Regions from separate parts of the Mus musculus genome. Here region 1 is linked to region 2. The links are chromatin contacts, called in public Micro-C maps. All regions are on one chromosome and are shown on one strand. The core of a region is the stretch at or near the end of the contact, and the rest is flanking DNA. Distances in the headings are between cores, read along the strand shown. Region 1 holds the start of Gng5 (guanine nucleotide binding protein (G protein), gamma 5). Region 2 has its middle 23 kb from the start of Gm35352.

Region 1 (3,027 bases), core at 422-2,921, 540 kb before region 2:
CTAGTACCCAAGCCACAGAGCAGCCACTATCTACCATCCAGGAGGTTGACACTGCAAAACTATTAGTCAGGCTTCCAAATGTCCTGACCTACCTGAGAGTTTGGTAAAAAAAAGCACTTGTAATTACCACCTAAACGAATACAATAGTAAGTTTATGCTAGCTTTAAAATGTCACACACAAAAAGCACCTAGCATAGGTGTGGTACATGGATGATATCAAATGGCACCTAACCTAATTTAGGAACCTAGATTAGACATGTAACATTCCCAAGTGAGATGAGCCTTGCCATGGAAACTTCAAAAACCTGTTTGTCTGTGGTGGCTCGAGTCATCCCAGTGAGAAGCCTTCAGAAGAATTAGGACGCAAGGCAAGAGAAGCTAGGAGGTAGCCACAGAGCAGGTAGGGTTTTCAAAGAAAAGGAAGTCCTCCTCTGGGAGCTAGCTCACTGCTTTGGGCCACCAGGGTTAAGTACCGCCACTGTAATTACTACACGTACCTGTCTTTATTTCCTCCCCCAACCCACTATTTTTTTCCTTCCTGGCCTACTTTATGACAGTTATTATATATGAATGATGATGATCAATAGATCACTTCAAATTTCAGAGCTCTAATCTGGCCAAGACTAAGTCACTTGGATGAAAAGTGAGAATATGATTAGAGTCCAAACCAAGACTGATTGGGCGTCTCCCTACCCTCCTCCTATGGTTACCACAAGGAAGTTGAGCAGTCTCTGACATTTCTACTTGAGAAGAAAGCTAAATAGAAGCCTTCTCCAAAAGCACGTTAGAAATAAGGACTAGCCTGCTGAATATAAAATCAAATCACCTTGGAAACTGGCAGGGTCTAGCAAGGCGACTTATATTCTTGTTTCTTTTTATAATCACCGGGAAGTGTTTCACATGTAACCCGACCTATTACGTCAGAAAGAGGCCAAATCCGTTTAGGAGTTGAAAAAAATAAACCAAACGGTCCTTAGAGCCAAAGCGTCTGAATGCCTAGCTGTCTACCAACAAGGACAGCCTTTCCCTAAAAGTCAACAGCCCAAGACCCGACCCCCCAACCAGACCGCAAGCTCCCAGGCCAGCGGCCAGCGGTTTCTCGGGTAAACAGACACCCCAGCAAGGTCAGCCGAGCACGCCGCGGCGTCTGCTGCAAACACCTCTTTGTTCGAGGCTGGACCCCCACAAAGGTGGAGTCCGGAGACTCCCGGGACGATCCGCAAACAAAAGTTGCTCATCAGGCCGCCATCCGGAGCTACCCAGGCGGACTCGTGTGTGTTCAAAGGACGAGGGCTGGGAGTGAGCCTGGGTGAGACGTGCGAGACGGAAGTCGCTGGCGAGACCCGCCGGGGCCGCCGAGAGTCGGCGGGCGGCGGAAGGGCGGGCCCCCTCCTCGCCCTCGGCCCACAGCCCGGCCAGAGGAGCCGCGTGTCGGCTCGCGCTTCCCCCCAACCCCGGGGCCCACCGCCCGCCCACGCCCGCTCACCTTCACGCGGTTGAGCCCGGCCTCCAGCCGGAGCTGCTGGACCACCTTCTTCATGGCGGCGACGCTAGAAGAACCCGACATGGCGCTCGGGACAGCCGGGCCGACTCGTCAGTCCGGGCAGGGGGCGGCAGGTCGCGGGACGGCGGGGGCGGGGCTCCGAACTTCGTCGAAGTTTCCGGGGCTGTGCGCGCCGCGCATGCGCGCCGACGCCCCCTCCCCCTCCCCCCGGGACGGCCGCGGGCTCCCCCCGCGCGCGCGAGAGAGAGAGAAGGGGCGGAGCGGCCGGTGGGCGCGGTGGCGACGGGGGCGGTGCGGCCCGACGCCCGGCCGGCGCCTTCCGCCTCTGGAGGGGCTGGGTAGGGCGAGGTAAGAGGACGCCCCGGGGCGGACTCGGGAGCGCGGGGAGGGAGGTCCGCGACCGACGGCGGGGTGAGGGACGTGGCCGCGCTGCCTCGGGGCGTCCGTGACACGTCCCAAGTCCCGCCAGCTCAGCCCTGTGTGAGGCGCCCTCGGGTGAACCGGCGGCGCCGGCCGCAGCTCGCCCAGCCCGGGGCCCAGGGCGCCGTAACGGACCCGGGCCGCGGGACCCTGGACGGTCGGAGGCTGGCCTGTCGCCGAGAGGTGCGAGCCGCCCCGCACAGCTTCCTGTTAGCCCTGTCTTTCTGGAATCTGTCCCCCGTGCTTTTTTAAAAAATAAAGCGTTCGCGTTCGGGGATCGTTTGCTCTTTTGATGTCCCTGTAATTGCTGACTTCGTGCTTGTAACTGATGAACCCCAGAGGGGTTTTCAGAAGGACTCAAAAGTTTAGTAAGATTTAAATTAGTCCTGTTGAGACCTAACATCTCTAAACAGGAGGTTCGTCGTGAGTGCTGTTTCTTTGGGATACTGAGAAAAATGACATGGTTTGCTCTGGGCCAACACATCGCGTTACTGAGCAGTTAATATCAGTTTGGGGTTTTACCCAGTCCTTAACAGTGACCATCTAAGAAACTTGGGTTTGAATTTAGCCCTGGTGTGCTTGGGCAAGCCGTTTAAACTGCCGAAGTTAAAACGCTCCCTGGATTTCTTGGAAAAAAAAAATGAAACGAAATGAAATTATATGTGTAAAGAATACGAAAACTGAGGCTGGAAGATGGCAGTTAGAGGACTGGGGAACTGAGCCCTCGTGCAGAGGACCTAAGGTCACACTTCCCACCACCCACACTGGGCAACTCAAAAGCACCAAGTCCTGGGCTACTGTCACCCTCACTGGAGTCTGGGAACGTTTGCATTCACACACGTACATTAATTAATACATAATTTAAAAAGTGAACGAACAAACCATATTGTTTGAGACAGGGTCTCACTTTGTAGTTCTGGCTGGCCTGAAACTCCATGTAGACCAGGCTGGCCTCGAAACCCACAGCCTTCCAAGCATTGTGATTAAAGGCTTGTGCCTCCAAAATAAATTAATTAATGCAAAATGTAACACAAATATTTTACTTTGTGCCTTGTTACCTGTAATGTATGCTAAAATGCAGATTTCTAAGATTAACGTGTAAC
Region 2 (2,700 bases), core at 50-2,549:
TAGACACTATTGTGGATGCCAAAAAGTGCATACTGAAAGGAGCCTGAGATATCTGTCTCCTGAGAGGCCCTGCCAGAGCCTTACAAATACAGAGGTTGATGCTCACAGCCAATCATTAGACTGAGTCCCTAATAGAGGAGTCAGAGAAAGGACTGAAGGATCTGAAGGGGGTTGCAAACCCATAGGAAACAATATCAACCAACCAGACACCCCCCACCCCACCCCTGTGAGCTCCCATGGACTAAACCAAGGAGTATGCATGGCTCCAGCTGCATATGTAGCAAAGGATGGCTTTGTCATGCATCAATGGGAGGAGAGGTCCTTAGTCCTATGAAGACTCAATAGATGCCCCAGTGTAGGGGAACTGAGGGCTGGGAGGTGGGAGTGGGTAGGTGTGTGGAGGAACACTCGCATAGAAGCAGGTGGAGGGGGCATGGGAGAGGAAATTTCTGGAGTTGGGGGCGGGGGTGTGGACCAGGAAAGGGGATAACATTTGAAATGTAAATAAAGAAAATTTCCAAGAAAAAAAGAAGAAAAGAAAACTGTTTTCTCTTAAAAAAAAAAAAAAAAGGAAAGGTCTTGTTCCTATTGGTTGCTATAAATAAACTGAATCATTAGATCATGTCTTGAAAGGGTTTTATAGAAATACCAGGCATAGCTTCCAGTGCGGCGATTTATACAAGCAACTCCTAATACGAGCCTTGGGAGCAATGCTAAGCCACGTAATAAAGGGCATTACTACGGCTGCTCCGGCATACTTGGGTGACAGATTAGACTGTTCAGGCACCTCCTTACAGGTCAAAGCCTGCAGGCCGGGAAAGGAAAGAGCTAGGAGTTCCTTCTGGCCCGCAGCGCTCAGGCAGGCAGCTGTGTAATCCCACTGAACCTGTCTGGCAGCTTGGCAGGAGCGGCTGGTGCTGGCAGATAAGACCCTCTTGGGAAGCCTGATAGCTCCTGTCAATAAGGAAACTGCAGAGGGCCACTGGAATTTTCCAAGCCATGAAATGAAAAACAAAAAACAAAAAACAAACCAAAACTCTGGTTTGAAAATGTGCATTTAACCAATCATGACAGAGAGCTTTGGAAAATAACTTTTATTAAAGAAAGATGCACCGCAATTCTTTGCTTTCTAGTAGTCTAGTATGATTTACAGATTTACATATGCTTATCCGGCTTGGAAGCAGCTATTGTTTGCTGACCGGTTGCGTCACCAGAGACTGAAGGTCTCTGCAGCCCTCAATGCAGTTTGGACAGTGTGGCAAAGCACTGCTGTTTCACAATTCGGGAGTTGTTGCAGATCCCATTTTTGAAGTCCCATGGATGTTCTTCCCTCTTGATTTAGACTAGGTCAGAGAGCAAATGACTGTGCAACCCACAGCCCATGAGGAAATGAGGCAGGCAGCTAGCTAGAGCTGTGGTTCTCAGCCTGTGGGTTGCGAGCCCGCTGTGGTCGCGAACGACCCTTTCACAGGGATCGCCTATCAGATATCCTGCATATCAGATATCTACGTTATGCTTCATAACACTAGTACATTTACAGTTATGGATTAGCAACAAAATAATTTTATGGTTGGGGGGGTCACCACAACATGAGGAACTGTGTTGAACGGCTGTAGCGTTAGGGAGGCCGAGAGCCAATGGTCTAGAAGAACGGGAGCTGCGGGGTACACTGGAAGCCCAGATGTTGGGGCTGACTGATCATCCATAGCTCCTTAGCACACTCTCCCCCAGGGACGAGCGAGGCGCCCCTCAAAGTGCTGCTGAGTCTAGACTTTCCAAAACTCCTGGTCACCGGGAAAGAGGTAGTTGAGGCATACTAAACACCTAAGGAAGGGTTTCTTGGAACCTCGAACAGAAAGAGTACAAAGTCTGCGTGGGTAGATAGTGTTGGCAGGGCTGGAGTGAGGGAGCCCAGGGGAAGAGGAACCCGGGCAGGCACCGCTTGCTCCCGGTAGGCACCGCTTGCTGGTCTGTTGTCTCTGTGTCTTCAGTCTGTCGGGGTTTATTCCATTTCTGCTTACACCTGTGATTGTCCTTGGCTGATGATGGCACCGCTTCCGTGTAAAGCGGAGTCGTTCGCAGTTATTTAGCTTGTCTTCAATAGTCAGGGCTTCAACTTGGTTAAAAGAAGTGTATGAACTCAAGAGAAAAATCCCCAGCGCGGAGGACACAGCTCAGTTTTACGTGGCTGGGTAGCGATGGAGCATTTAGAAAGCTTGCGTTCCATTCCCCAGCAGTACAGAAAGCCAGGCCGGGAGGTGCATGCCTGTAATTCCAACACTTGGAGGTCAAGAGGAAGGCAGCAAAGAGTTACAGTTCGTCCTCTACAGTTCATCCTCGGCTCCACCGGGAGTCAGAGGAAGGCCTGGGACAGGAGACCAATGTCTCAACAAACAATGCTCTGAGGCCTCAGGCCCTCTCTTTAGAAACTGAGGCAGGAGGAGTGCCGAAAATTGGTAGCAACTTCCAAGCCAGTCTGAGCTACTGAGTGAAACTTTGTCTTAAAAAAGGCAAAATCTGAAACAAATAAAGTAACATAACAGAATTCGCAGGTGTGAAGATGTGTTTTATAAAAAGATTAAGAAGAAGGGGTATTTGGTAACAGGCTCCGTATGGTGTTGGGGTAAGGGGGTGCCTTGGCGGGCCTATGCTGAGGCGTCCCTTCCCCCTGGGATACCATAGTATAGAATAGAATTTATT

Evidence for each region. Hi-C and Micro-C count contacts between places; a contact is called where the count stands out from the background.
Region 1: a contact with region 2 is called in a Micro-C map of the G1E-ER4 cell line. The contact joins the promoter of Gng5 here to the enhancer-like site in region 2. A contact is called at or near these places in 2 of 484 Hi-C or Micro-C datasets (both in the G1E-ER4 cell line) and 2 of 115 datasets of contacts at active chromatin or transcription factors (bone marrow-derived macrophages and extraembryonic endoderm stem cells).

What each region holds. Positions count from the first base shown.
Region 1 is chr3:146,498,480-146,501,506 of GRCm38.p6, reverse strand. It overlaps Gng5 (guanine nucleotide binding protein (G protein), gamma 5), which reads right to left and starts at 1,671. Exons shown (of 3, transcript NM_010318.2): 1 at 1,487-1,671. The coding sequence starts at 1,567. Spata1 (spermatogenesis associated 1) reads left to right here and starts at 1,714. Exons shown (of 15, transcript NM_001316756.2): 1 at 1,714-1,852.
Region 2 is chr3:145,962,805-145,965,504 of GRCm38.p6, reverse strand. No RefSeq gene overlaps it. Among named protein-coding and RNA genes, the nearest start is that of Gm35352, 23 kb to the left of the region's middle. RefSeq lists an enhancer at 576-1,406. Within about 2 kb of position 1,299, at least 113 of the 459 cell types and tissues checked have an H3K27ac peak or open chromatin away from gene starts, as enhancers often do. A contact at or near this core is called in the G1E-ER4 cell line, bone marrow-derived macrophages and extraembryonic endoderm stem cells, where this site is marked.